2 separate regions of the Mustela erminea genome follow, and region 2 is linked to region 1. The links are chromatin contacts, called in public Hi-C maps. All regions are on one chromosome and are shown on one strand. Each heading gives the region's core, a stretch centred on a gene start, on an enhancer-like site or on the middle of the called end of the contact. The rest is flanking DNA. Distances are from core to core; before and after follow the strand shown.

Region 1 (6,957 bases), core at 1,732-4,231:
GTTGAAAAGTTTACTGGTATTGCTACCCACCCTAAGTCTAAACTAAACCTAATGCTCCCATCTGCAATTTAATTTGTAAATTAAAGTGTTTTAAACATGAGTCAATTATGAATATTAGTTTAAAAGGGGAAGGTGAGACTTAAAAGTATTCCCAACTAGATTATCTACACCAATACATTGGAATTCTATTTTGCTTTCATTTTGTCTTAAAAAAATGAAATAGCAACGCTATATCAGTCACACAGAGGACATGCAGATTTAGCAGTATTGATATTATACTCTATCTGGTTGGAATTAAAGACACCCTGTACCCACATGTACACCAACAGCAGGTCACACATTAACAGTTGTAACTAAGCACTGTGACAAATTAGCCAGTTCTTCCCACATTAGTCCCTATTAAAACAAAAAAGGGGGGAAGGGAGCAAAATAAACTGTTACAAAATGGGCAATATAATTTTGCCACAATTGCCAAGGTTTAAAGAGCAAAGCAATTGTAGCTAAAGGTAACTGCATAAGATGTTTGCAAATGTTTTAAGGTAGATGTATATATATATATAATCACTTTCAACCCTTGCCTTTTAGTATAAGGTCAATACTGCCAATTTCATCTGTGACAATAGCACTTGGAGTCATACCATTGCCTCCATTATTGATCTGATCCTCCTCAATCCTCCTTTTGACAATCCTAAAATGATTGAAATGTGCTCCACAATCCTTAATCCAAAGCATTCTTAATCCATCTCTTCAGATATGTCTACAGAAAGACACATGAAAAGCAAGATAAACATAAGAACTTCCCCAGGTAAGATAACCACAAACACCCCCAACATCCCAGTTCACACAAACCAGAGCAGAATAGACATTTACACAGTATCACAGTCTGAAGAGCATGGAGAGTTAACTAAATTTAAACAATCCTGTCTATGACATCACTTAAAATACAATTTATCAGACATGAGGGGAATGTAGATGTTAGGAGCAAGGGGATATTACACAAGAATGCAATTCAACACTTTAGCCCATTCTGAACAAAACAGTTTGAATTAAAAAATGAAAAGATTGTACTGAGTAAAGGAAAACTGTATACAACATGGGTTCTACAAAAAGTGTCACCAATCATCTTATGTACGAGAGCGAGATCTGCTATGACGGGGAGAATAGCGTGGTGATCCTCTGCTTCTCCTTGGGGAGTAACTGCGACTCCTGCTGTTGCTTCTGCTACGGCTTCTGCTACGACTACGGCTTCGAGAGCGTGATCTTCCATAACTTGGACTTCTGGGCCCATCAACTTTAACCCGGATGTAGGCAGTTTCTCCCTATTGAATAGACAGAACTTTCGATTGAAAGATCTAAGCTTTCACCTGTCTTCAGGCATGCTGAACGAATACAACTTAACTAAAACCAGGAATCTGGTACTTTACTTGGACACCCTTGCCTGAATCTTACCTTCAAATTCCACTGTTTAGACCACTGTATCCAATTCTGGCCAAAGAAAAGAGTAAATGTAAAACCTACCTCATGAGATCTAAACTTAGTGTTATCCAGTTTTCGAACTGCATAGGTCATATCTTCTTTCCGTACAAACTCCACGACACCAGTGCCATCTCGGTAAACATCAGCATAACATACATCACCTGCTTCACGCATGTGATCCTTTAAATCCTGCCAGCTTCCACTTGGAGGCAGTCCTAAAAAAGTATTTTTTCAATACCAATCACCCTACATTTCACATTAAACATAAATTTACACTAGAACAAGGACTACTTTAAAATAAATGATTAGTTCACGGTCCTAGGTAAAGAGCAGTTCATTAAAATCCTGGAATCCGAAGTCCAAAATTATCTGTCAAAAATCTTCATATTCTAGGTATCCAACCTAATGGTAAATTAAATAAGTAGTATATTGGCGTTATCTCCACTACGGTAATCTTCGTTTACTAAATTCACCCAAGAAACTTAAGTAATTTACGACGTACCACAAAAACTTGAATTGGTCAAAACTGGTCACTCAAGGAGAAACTTAAAAGTGGTTCCTGTCCCTTCTCAACACCCCTCACGAACAATAAACTCACCGGAGACAACCACTCTGTTTTCAGAACGCCTGGACGGGGGGCCATAGCGGCCTCGGGGAGCCCCGCCACCTCCACCCCCGCCGCCGCCTCGGCCTGTACCACGGCCGCTTCGAGGAAACTCCACCCGCAGACGGTATCCATCGTAATCATAGCCGTCGCGACCATACACCGCGTCTTCCGCGTCTCTGCGTGATCATAGAAAGCAAGAGGTTTAAGAATAAGGCCCGGGAGGGGCCGCTAACTCAGTCAGGAACTAGCGGCCCCCGCACATGCGCACCCAGCGTGGAAGAGCCCACATGCGCTGCATAATAGGAATGGCCCCTCCCCCACCCAGAAGCACGCCAGGCTCCCGACCACTACACCAGCCCTCGGCGCCTCAGTTTCCCGCTCCGAGACGGAGAGTCCGCTCTGGGGACGTCCGTGGGCCCAGCCACCAGAAAAAACACCGCGAGTCGGCTCCTTACTCGGTTCCTGCATGGGCGATATCGTCTTACCCCCAACCTAAGAGCCCACCTCCCCATTCTCTGTATCGAGGCCTTCCCCGACTACTCCAACTTATTGCCTCAAGGCGGCAAGCCCCGGGCCGCCTCACCGAGGGTCCTCGAACTCAACGAAGGCGAAGGGCGGTCCTCCGCGGCGATTCTTGAGATCGATGTCGCGGATAGCACCGTATTTGTAGAACACGTCCTCAATGTCCTTGGTTCGGATGTCTGGAGGTAAGTTACCCACGTAGATGCGGCAATCGTTGTTCCCTGCCGGGCCACGAATCACACCACCTCCCGACATGGCGGCGACGAAAAGCGCGGACTCGAGCACAGGCCTTCCCACCAAGCCTAGCGCACGGCAGAGCAAGCCCGCAGCGACACCACGTCTCCCGCGGCCCCTCCAAAATGGCGCCTTTATCAGCTCGGCGCACGGATATGGGGGGAGGGAGGAAGAGAAGCGGTAGGAAGCAGCTATTCGATCTCAGTACGCACGCGCAAGAGCGTAACGGGTGCCGCGAAAGGTACGCTCACGCATGCGCGACGTCACCCTCCGCGCGAAAGGAGAAAAAAGTTCCTCGCGTTCCCGATTGGCAGAGTGGTTTGCAAGTGAATCGACTATCCGTTTGGTAAAAATTAAACACAGATTCCTCCTTAGAGGGGTTACTAATCCCTGACGAGCCTTAAAAGATAGTTTTTCCGGGAATGAGTCTCTTTTTAAAACAAGTCCGCGCCTTGAATGCATTGGGTGAAACCTAGCCTTGAGTCTTGTCCCACAATGCTCTGCGGTGTTAACGGCCTTTGGCGGGAAAGCCTGCTGGGGGCGGAGCTAAGGGGGGGAGGGACCTGGCGGTTGCTCCGGAAACGCGAACATCCTCGGAGAGTGGGGCTGGTTTGGGAACTCTGGTGCTTGGGATTCAGTCCCGAGCCGAGACGTGACTTTTGTCTTCCTGCCCTTTCTCCTCCGCACAGGCGGCGGTTTGCTTAGACACGTGTCTAATTTAGAGCAACCCAGCTTAGATTACTTAGTAAATACTCTGCGCTAAGTACCGTTCCGCTGTGGTTCAAAACGTAACTTTGTGTAGCTCGCTTGAGCACACCTTGTTCTCGTGGCAGTGGTTCGAGCCCTGAGAAGTCAACCAGGACTCAGATTTCAGCCTCTCTTTAATCGCCTACCGGTTAGGCCTAGCGCAGAGGAGAAGTCCGGTGAAGGTTTGAAGAGTGAATTGTGCCTGTTGCCTGTCCAGCCCTTTCGGAGATTAAGAAAAAGCGTGTGTGTGTGTTTGCAGAATCCTGAAGTTTGTACCTCTTTCTGAAGTCACCCCTGGACCTCTCAGGTAGTATATAGACAAAATGTATATAGAGCAAAATGGATGTGTGAGAATTGTGACCCTCGGAGACCACAGTTACTGCTCAGGACTTGTATGCTGGCCCAGGGAGATAAGAACTTGTTATATTTTTTTCCCAGAGACATCTGAAATCTGGATTTTTATGTGAAATGTTGGGATTTTTAAATATTAGTAATGAATTCCATTTTTAAGAAAACCCTGCCGCCATATGTATGCTAAAACATCTGCATCCTGAGTTTAAGGGGGATTTTTTTCATACTGTGTATTTGCAATAGGCCTCAAGGGTGTGAGTCATTGATACCTTAAAACATTATTAAAACTGGACTAAGGGGGTGCCTGGGTGGCTCAGTGAGTTAAGCCTCTGCCTTTGGCTCAGGTCATAATCTCAGGGTCCTGGGATCAAGCCCCACATCGGGCTCTCTGTTCAGTGGGCAGCCTGCTTCCTCCTCTTTCTTTCTCTCTCTCTGCCTACTTGTGATCTCTTTCTCTGTCAAATTAAAAAAAAAAAAAAAGTATAACTGGACTAAAAACTCAGGGGAAATGGGAAAATAAGGGGAGAGGAATTAAGATGAAGTCATGGGTAAGATTACTATACAAAATGCCTGCAGTAATTGCCTGGCCAGTTACTAAAGGACTACAAATTTAACTCCAGTCATCCCAGAAGTCATAGTAAAGAAGGGAAAACAAATATATTCAAAATCCTAAGTGCTGGGGCGCCTGGGTGGCTCAGTTGGTTGAGTGTCTGCCTTACGCCTGAGTCATGATCTCAGGGTCCTGGGATTGAGCCCTATGTCTGGTTCCCTGGTTAGCAGGGAGTCTGCTTCTTCCTCTGCATCCCCCCCCCCCCATTCTTTATCCTCTCAAATAAATAAAATTTAAAAATTTTAAGTGCCTTTGAGATTAAAAAATAAGTAGGTTGTTTAGGAAGCCATGTTTTCTTAGTTCTAAAAGTTGATTGCATTTTACAGATGTCTCTGATTGATCCCATAATAGCAAATTCAATTTGATTCAGAACAGATTCATAGAAGATCTTTGGTAGTCCTTGAACTCTCTGTGATGGGTTCCAAAATTATGCATATATGTACATGTACGTTTTCGTTCTTTCTTTTTTCTTTTTTTTTAAGATTTTATTTATTTATTTGACAGATCACAATTAGGCAGAGAGGCAGGCAGAGAGAGAGAGGAGGAAGCAGACTCCCTGCTGAACAGAGAGCCGGATGCGGGGCCTGATCCCAGGACACTGGGATCATGACCTGAGCCGAAGGCAGAGGCTTTAACCCAGTGAGCCACCCAGGTTCCCCGTACATATACGTTTTCTGCAAAGAGGATTTAAATTGTTGTTTTTTTTTTTTAAGATTTTATTTATTTGACAGAGAGCAATCACAAGTAGGCAGAGAGGCAGGCGGGTGGGGGTGGGGGTGGGTGGGGAGCAGACTCCCTGCTGAGAAGAGAGCTGATGCGGGGCTTGATCCCAGGATCCTGGGATCATGACCTGAGCTGAAGGCAGAGGCTTTAACCCACTGAGCCACTCAGGCATCCCGAGGATCTGAAATTTTAATCAGATTCTTAAAGGGGTCAGTAGATTCCCAAAGGGAAGAGAACCTCTGAAACTTTTAGAGGGAAGGACAGATTGTTTATCTTTTAGACCACCCTTCATTGATTATCCTTCAATGATATTTTTGAAACTGAGGTTTTAATTTAAAAAATTAATAATTTTTAAAATGAGAAGCTGACCAAAAAAGACACTATTTCAACAAATTGATTCAGTTTCTAGCATTGTCCTATTCAGTTAGTAGCAGAAAAGATAGGAGTTTTTAAAAAAAATTTTGTGTATATCATATATTGATTTTTTCATTCAATAGTTATTCAGTGAGCACACTTTTTTGTTTTTTTTTTTAAGAATTTATTTATTTGACAGAAATCACAAGTAGGCAGAGAGGCAGGCAGAGAGAGGAGGGAAGCAGGCTCCCCGCTGAGCAGAGAGCCCGATGTGGGGCTTGATCCCAGGACCCTGAGATCATGACCTGAGCCGAAGGCAGAGGCTTTAACCCACTGAGCCACCCAGGCGCCCCAGAGCACACTATTTTATCCATCCACTCAGAGTTATTTAGGTTCATCTGTTGATTAATGTTAAGTTAATGATAACTGAAGTGATTTAAACATAGGTGCTTTTAATTCCAAGGTATTTTTGTTGCAGAAATAAAAGAAAATTGTGAATTTGATTTATTCTTGTCCAATTTTGTGCAATCACTTCTGATGTTCAGTTCAGAGGAATACAAGTAGAATTTAATATGGAGTGAATAGGACATTCTTGTTCCTCTATTGACTTACTGACTTACTGTATTTGAATGTAACAAAATTATAAATTCTGGGGTCCATAATGAGGGCAGAATATAGCAGGAAAAATCTGAATGGCTGTTTACCAAGGTCTCCCAGGATGACATTATTTTGGTGATTATATTAAAGTTAAGGGTGTGATTTTTTTTTTTTTTTTTTAAGATTCATTTATTTCGGAGAGAAGAGCATGAGTGTGGGGGTGAGGGGCAGAGGGAGGAGAGAGAGAATCTCAAGCAGAATACCCCCCCCCCCAAGCACAGAGCCCACCGCAGGGCTTGATCTCAGGACCCTGAAGTCATGACCTGAACTTAAACCAGGAGTCAGAAGCATAACGGGACTGAGCCACCAAGGTGCCCCAAGGGTGTGATCTTAATATTAGTATTGCAGAGTTGATTAACATATTTTGGTCTACAAGAGTGCAAAACAAGAAAGCAAGCTGGGTGGTGGGGAGTGGGGGGAACACATTCATTTTGGGTAACCAGGATGCTCAGATTGTACACACCAAGATAACTGTTTTAGCAGGTGTGAAAAACAAAATCAGGCAGTTGCTTAGTAAATGAGGCAAACTGTTTTGAGAGAGCTCATTCAGTGGTGAGACCTGAAAAAATGATCCCCGCCCCGCTCAGAGTATACCTCTTTTAAAACAGGAAAATTTGTAACCCGCTGGATTTTGTGTGTCTGTTCCTTGGATAATGGTGCTGGGTAAAGATTAGCA
Region 2 (7,086 bases), core at 98-2,597, 140 kb before region 1:
TTGGGAGATACACAAGACCTTCTTCACAGGGCAAGCCCTGGCTCGACTCCTAAAAAAAAAGTCACCAGACTGCTAGCTAAATCTCTCCTCCTGAAGTTTTGCTGCCTCCTGTCCACCATGTGGCTTGGCACTCACGCTCTAATCCGATCCTCGGGGTACAAGATGTCCTGGATGGCAGCTTTGGCTTTGCCATATCGCAAGCGGGGCCTCCGGAAGACCGGCTCTCTCAGTGGGGGAAAAGCATTATATACGTCAAACCACAGGGGCTTCTCGTTCAACACCCCAGCCCGAATCAGGTCCCGAGTCCTTAAGGAAGGGAAAATAACGAAGGTCAGTCAGTTACAACAGTCTAAACCCCTGAGTCAGTCTAGTCACGGCCTGGGACATCAGTGGGATCACGGAGTCCACAAGACAGAACCGGAAGGAGGCCAGAGCGGGGTGTTCCCGCCCCCCTACAGTTAACATATTTCCATATTCCAAACCAAACTAACAAAGCTCAGGAGTTAAGTTTTAAGTTCTATTTTTCTCAGGTGCGTCCCCCCCCCCCGCCCCATCCACGCCGCGTCGAAGAAAATACAAAGGTGGCCCACACGGGCCCATCATCATCTTCCTCCCTTCCTCTTCCTAGGGAACTCCGCTCCGACAGGGGAGAGGTGCAATCTTGAAAGGGAAAGATGCGTTCAGAGAGTGGGTCGTCAAGCACACCTATTCAGAGACAGGAGGGAGCACGAGAGGGCCTCCCCCGGCTCAGACTCCCGCACTCTGGAGAATGCTTCGCCCGGCTCTGACCCACCCAGAAAGAGCGTCAGCGGTCGAGAGCCCCCTTCCTGAGGAGGTACCCTCAGCCCACACCGGGTCCGAGCACGCACCGCGAGAAAACACTCCCCACGGTCTCCAGCCGGCTCCTCGCCATGGCTGGTGCCTCGGACACTTACGGCCGGGGCTACCGGAAGCGGAAGCGCCCGCGGCAGGCGAAATGGGCGGAGGCTGCTGGCCGAGACGAGGATCGCGGCGCTCTCTCCGCCGCCGCAGCCGGAGAGCCGAGCCAGGCAGAAGCAAAGGATAGGCCGAACTGGTGCGGGTGTTGGCCGCGGCCAGGTTCAGACTGGAGCACTCGATAGCCGAGCCGAAAGGGAGGGAGCGGGCCAGAGCCGGGCAGAAGCAATAAAAGACCGATCTAGAGGAGGGAATCCCGCAGACGGTTGCTTTGCCCTCTCTGGCCTTGCGGAGCCTACTCCAGTCAAGAAGGTGGGGCGGCGCGGAGGGAAGATGATGGGGAGGAAGGAGTGAGGCGCAGCTTACGTTCGGGGAGCCAGCTAGGCCAGCACGCATGTAAAGACAGAGATGAGAGGTCACACGGTGGCAAGGCCCGGACTGCGCCTTACCTTGTTTGGAGCCACAGACTCCGCAGGAGGAAACCGAGGCCGGGGACGGGCAGGCACCGGCCCAAGGTCACACTAAGGCCCGAGCCTCCGTCCTCCGCGCCCTGCTATGCGGCGTGCCCCGGGAGTCCGTTGACCCCGGAGTGCCTCCAGCATCCGCTGACCTCGGGATGCTGCGGGGCAACTAGTGTTTTCTCCGCGGGAGGCGTCGCGGGCTCGCTCCTTTTGGAGCTGGAAAAGCGAAAGTGAACAGGACAAAATTCCGATACGGAGACTCAAAAATCTGGGGACAGTAACCTCTCAGGGTGACCTTCTGGTCCAATAATCATACTAAGGGTAGAGTACCCCAGAGAACTCAAAGCGCAATGTCCTGAGGGTAATGGTGCAAGAATGATCATTGCAGTATTGTAGCGGGGAAGAAAATCAAATGGAAAGTTATGGTTTATATATCCTATGCAATCCTATGCAGCTATTACAATGAACAAGTTATGTCCCTCTGCATTTCCCTAGATGCACGCCCATGACTTCTAAAATGAAAAAGGACGTTGCAGAGAAACATTTTAGTGGGATCCTAACCTGTTCAAAGAATAAAGAAAACACCTTTATATGTGTTTGTGTTTGTATGGAGATAGAAGCCATGTGGAAGGCACACAAGACTGTGAAGATTGGTTATCTCCAGTGAGACTGCAAGAAAAGAATATTTTTTTCTTTATGTATCCCTCAGAGTGACCTGTAAAGAGTTTTTACTCATATTTGAGCTTTTTAATCCAATGAAATGTTTTGAATCACAGACACACAAAATAGCTTCTGGGAACACATTATCATCTTTGTAAGCCAGAAAGAGCAGCAAGTCATCCCAGAGCCCTCCCACTCTATGGGAGGCTGGTAAGGAGGAGGAATGTAATGTTTGAGAAGCAGTTACTGCTTGTTTGTGTTATCTTGGAATCCACACACCTACTCAGAAGGTAGCTATTATTAGCCTTATTATAGATGAGAAAGTGAGGCCACAGTGGGTGAAGTAACTTGTCAGATACTTGAGTGACAGAGCCAGGCTTCCAGCAAAGCCTGGGCCCTCTCTAGAACCCCAAACCCTCCTTAGCTATGCCTCAAGCTGGAGATGGGTAGACCTATGGAGACCGGACAAAGCTCGCCCCAGGGGCAAGGGCCAGGATGATCTGAGGCCCAGGACTACACTAAGAGGGCAGTTTCACTGTTGCCACAGGGCCCTGTGACAAAGGGAAGAAAGAACCCAGTTCTGGCTGCTGGGCCAAGTGTAGAGATTCCAATCTCCCGGTCCTAAGAAGGTCTGGAGGACTCTGCTCTAGGGAGAACAAACATGCTCCCAGCTAAATATAGTCTTCCCAGCCTCATAACAAGTTTCTAATTCTGTCCCAAGTCGGAGCTAGCTGCTGGGGGAGACCACAGACACACTTCCCCTCTCCCACTCAGGCCTGGCTCCCTAGGCCATTGCAGTGACCACTGGTAAAGAAGTAGAAGGGTTTATTCTACGATAAGGGAGGAGAGCCAAGAGTGCAAACCCTCAATAGGGGAGGAATTGCAAGGTGGGAATTTTTCCTCTAGATCTTCTTAGGAAAGTTCCTTCCTCTTGTGAGCCTTGAAAGTTTCCCCTCCAGCATCCTATTTAATGCCTCTGTGCCTGAGACAGGGGAATGATGGTGTGTAGATAGGAGGACCATGGGAATGTAGGAGCAAGATGAATGGGGAATCCCCAGCCTGCAGCAGGAAGTGAGCACCCTAGGGAGTGTTCATTCATGAAAGGGAAGAAGCTGTCAGGCAGCTGAGGGCAGGCAAACTGGACGTTAGAGGCTTCTGTCTTCTCACCAGGACCTCTCAAGGCTGCAAGGGGCTGTTGTACTCATGCCACATGCTGCACCAGAAATCTGGATCATCTTGTTAAACTGTTCAACTCTCTGATGCCATAGGTAGTGTCCTGGCAATCTTACACAGAAAGAAAGAGAACTTGTAAACTCTCCAAAAGGCCGTATTCCTTCTACTGCGCTGCTGGACCCCTGTAGATGTGCCCACTAAACAGTCTTAACTGTCTACGTGCCTTGCAGCAGGAGTAGAAGCCGCCGTTTGTGGACAGCCCGAATGGTAGCAACAGGCACTTAGTGCTGGTACATGACAAGTCTGATGGCAGTTACAGCATCACTGCTGCTCTTGTGATCTGTCACCCGCCCACTGCCCCCTAGGACCGAAGGATTTTCATATTGTAGTAGTCGGCTAGGGCAGCCGTAACAAGGGATCACAGACTGGGTGGCCTCAACACCAGAAAGGTATTTTCTCGCAGTTCTGGAGGCCAGAAGTCCGAGATCAACTTGGCAAGGTTGGTTGCTGCTGAGGCCTCTCTCCTTGGCTTGCGGACGGCTGCCCTGAATCCTCACGTGGTCTTCCCTCTGTCGTGTGTCCTCTTCTTGTGACACTGGTCATATTGGATCTGGGCCAGACCTAATGGCCTCATTTTAACTTCAGTACCTCTTTAAAGATGATCTCCAAACGCGGCCACATTCTGAGATACTGGGGGTTGGGATTTCAACGTCGGAATTTTGGAGGGACACTGTCCAGCCCCCTTACATTGCTAAGTACTTAGTCTGAAGAGCTCCCGTCTGCCCAGCCAGATCCACACCGACTTAACCCTGCTCTGTTCCTCACGAGGCTGACTTCTATGGACCTCATCCCACTCTAGTTCCATCTGTGTTGTTGCAAATGGCAAGATTTCATTCTTTCTGATGACTGAGTAATATTCCCTGTGTGTGTGTTTACACCACATCTTTTTAAAAAGATTTATTTATTTGAAAGAGAGAGAGAAAGAGAGCACAAGCAGGGGGAGGGGCAGAGGGAGAAGGAGAAGCAGACTCCCTGCTGAGAAGGGAGCCCCATAGGAGGCTCAATCCCAGGACCCTGAGATCATGACCTGAACTGAAGACAGATGCTTAACCTACTGAGCCACGCAGGTGCCACCACATCTTCTTTATTCACCACCAGTCGATGGACATTTGGGTTCTTTCCATAATTTGGCTATTGTCCGTAGTGCTGCTATAAACATTGGGGTGCATGTGCCCCTTTGAATCAGCATTTTTGTGTCTTTAGGGTAAATACCCAGTAGTGCAATTGCTGGGTCATAGGGTAGCTCTATCTTCATCTTCTTAAGGACCCTCCGTACTGTTTTCCGGAGTGGTTGCACCAGCTTGCATTCCCACCAACAGTCCAGGGGAATTCTCACAGGGTGGCCTCTTCACACAGAGCTCTCTTCCCAGGTTCCAGTCCCTATTTCCTCCTTGGCCCCTTCAGACCTAGATTCAGCAAATGGTGTCCCTCAGTCACTAGCCAAATGCCCTGGGCCATCCTTTGTGGCTTCCCTACACTCTGCCCACATCTCTATGAAGAGTGCCCTTATTTATATAGTGCCTGGGAGTGTGTCAGACAAAAAGAGAAAAAGCACCCCAATAGCAGGACAGCCTTGGTAAGTAAAAGTCCCAGCATATTGATGAAATCATTAATACTGCTACTCAACTTTTTTTTTTTTTAAAGAGTTTATTTATTAGAGAGAAAGAGAGCATGAGAAGGGGGAGGATCCGGGGGAGAAGCAGACTCCTTGCTGAGCAGGGAGCCCCATGAGGGACTAGATCCAGGATCATGACCTGAGCGGAAGGCAGTCGCTCAACTACTGAGCCACCCAGATTCCCCTGCTACTCACCTTTGGCAGAAAGCCAGGGTCAGGGAGAAATTAGCTGCTTGCCTTCAAAAAGGAGGAAAACAATAGTATGTGGACCAGGAGGATGAAAGACAAGGAGAAGGCTAGAGTGCCCTCTCCCCCTCCCCAGGCTGTTGTGTGCTCCCTCTCCTGCTCTAGCACGCTCCTCAGAGGCCCATACCTCCCCTTCCTGTGGAGTCCATCAGGAGAGCACTTGAGCCCCCAGCACACCCTCTGCCAGACTCTGCTCCCTCCCTCCCTAACCTTCTCCCTCTCAAAATGTGGTGGTGTGACTCTACTTACTTGTCTGCGTCTCTATCTGGGCCTCTCTGAGGGCAGGAACCGGGTCTTTCCTATCTCTGCCTTCCCCTACCCTGCCTGGGGTTGGCCTGGAGCTGACTCTCAGAGTTTCCTAAAAAACAACATGGATGACTAAAGCCAAGTTAGGACAAATGAGGATGGCACCATCCAGCCCTCCTTCCTGGAGGCCTTCCTCAAATGCACCCTAGGTGTATGGGCAAAAGCTGTGATTGAATGGAAATAATCCTCCACCCCACCACGACCCTGGTCATCTCTAGTTCTGGCTATCCTGTGTGCCTCACTGACAGATCCATTTTTACAAACCTCTGGGCCTCAGCTTTGTTATCTGCAAAATGGGCATAATCATAGCACCCACCATATAGCCTTGTTGTGACGAGTCAGTGGGTCAGTACCTTCAGAGTTATTAAAACAGTGCCTAGTGTATAGGCCCAATAAATAAGAGTGATGATGATGGCTTCTGAGCATTCCTCATTGAAAAGCAATGGATCACAATTTATTCAATCACACCTAACAATTTGCAAAGCATGTTCACACAGCTGCCCATTCATTTCTTCAGCAAGCAGTCTTGCCCCCCAACAAGAATCCAGTTCAAGGAGAGGAAAGAGGAACACTTTATGCCTCTACCCACCCCTCTATCACCGTGGCTCCTTTTGTAGCCAAGGAAACAGGAGCCAGCTGGGCCTGAAGCAACAACCTGGCCTCTTATTATTAGAATTAAAAGGCAATTGGAATCACTCTGGAGCTTTCCCAGCAGAAGATGCAACCCTTGAAGGCAGATGCTTCAGGCTGATATGGGCCTCTCTTTTCTTGTGGAAGGCAAAGCAACTGCATCCTTAACGTGCATCCAAACCTCCCAAGAGCTTGGAAAATGCAGGTCCTGACTCGGGAGACCTGGGGTGAGGACCCAAACTCTGAATTTCAAACAATCGCCCAAGTTGATGCCAACACTGCTAATCTGTAGGCAGGGCAACCGACTGGCCCAAGTTTGCCCAGGACTCTCCCAGTTTTAGCATTGAGATTCACACATCTGAGAAACACTTGGACCTGGAAACCAGGACATTCATTCGGTCACTGGGTCCACAGAGCACACTTAGAGTAGCAAGGTTGTAGCTAGCTGAGTTTGTGCTGAGCTTTGCAGCCCCTCACTCCAGAGTCCCTGGAATAATCCTCTTGATCTGATAAAGAGTTGTGACTCTTTAATCTCTAGAAATTAGGGTAGCTACTGGTTTGGTGGGGTGTAAAGCTTATGTAACCTTAGAGGCTCTTTTAAGGAAAAACAAGTACAAAAATATCCTTGTTTTGCAAAATTTGCAAAACATATAACCATGCAAATAGTAAATTCCCTTCTGTTTGGCCTCTGGCCTAACAGGTGCTCACTTCCTTGTGGGAGAATGATGTTGGCCTGTCAATGGCCAATTCTGAGAGAGACCACCAGGTGGCAGTAGATTTACACATCCCTCCTCAACCTGCGCCAGGCCCCCGCCCATCTCCAGAAATTTCTAAATCTTCCTCCAGCTGGCCTAGCCAGCTAATCCAACAAATTAATCTGTGCTGTGATAATGGGCAAAGGAGTTCATGTGCTTCTCTCTAAACAGCATATTTTTCATTTAATGGAAATGCTAAGAGACTGTTTTTTAAACCAAATAAAGAATGCTAATACGTGAGTTC

Evidence for each region. Hi-C and Micro-C count contacts between places; a contact is called where the count stands out from the background.
Region 2: a Hi-C map of spleen shows a contact between it and region 1, with 3 times the contacts expected there. The contact joins the promoter of MRPS23 here to the promoter of SRSF1 in region 1. A contact is called at or near these places in 3 of 3 Hi-C or Micro-C datasets (fibroblasts, skeletal muscle and spleen).

The regions. Positions count from the first base shown.
Region 1 is chr18:29,700,314-29,707,270 of mMusErm1.Pri, reverse strand. SRSF1 (serine/arginine-rich splicing factor 1) reads right to left here and starts at 2,981. Exons shown (of 4, transcript XM_032322591.1): 1 at 2,667-2,981; 2 at 2,075-2,259; 3 at 1,519-1,691; 4 at 1,017-1,319. The coding sequence starts at 2,860. The coding sequence ends at 1,125. It overlaps LOC116578361 (a long non-coding RNA gene), which reads left to right and starts at 3,072. Exons shown (of 4, transcript XR_004280842.1): 1 at 3,072-3,893. VEZF1 (vascular endothelial zinc finger 1) reads right to left here and starts at 930. Exons shown (of 4, transcript XR_004280839.1): 1 at 1-930.
Region 2 is chr18:29,840,666-29,847,751 of mMusErm1.Pri, reverse strand. It overlaps MRPS23 (28S ribosomal protein S23, mitochondrial), which reads right to left and starts at 1,347. Exons shown (of 6, transcript XM_032320656.1): 1 at 794-1,347; 2 at 136-306. The coding sequence starts at 1,332.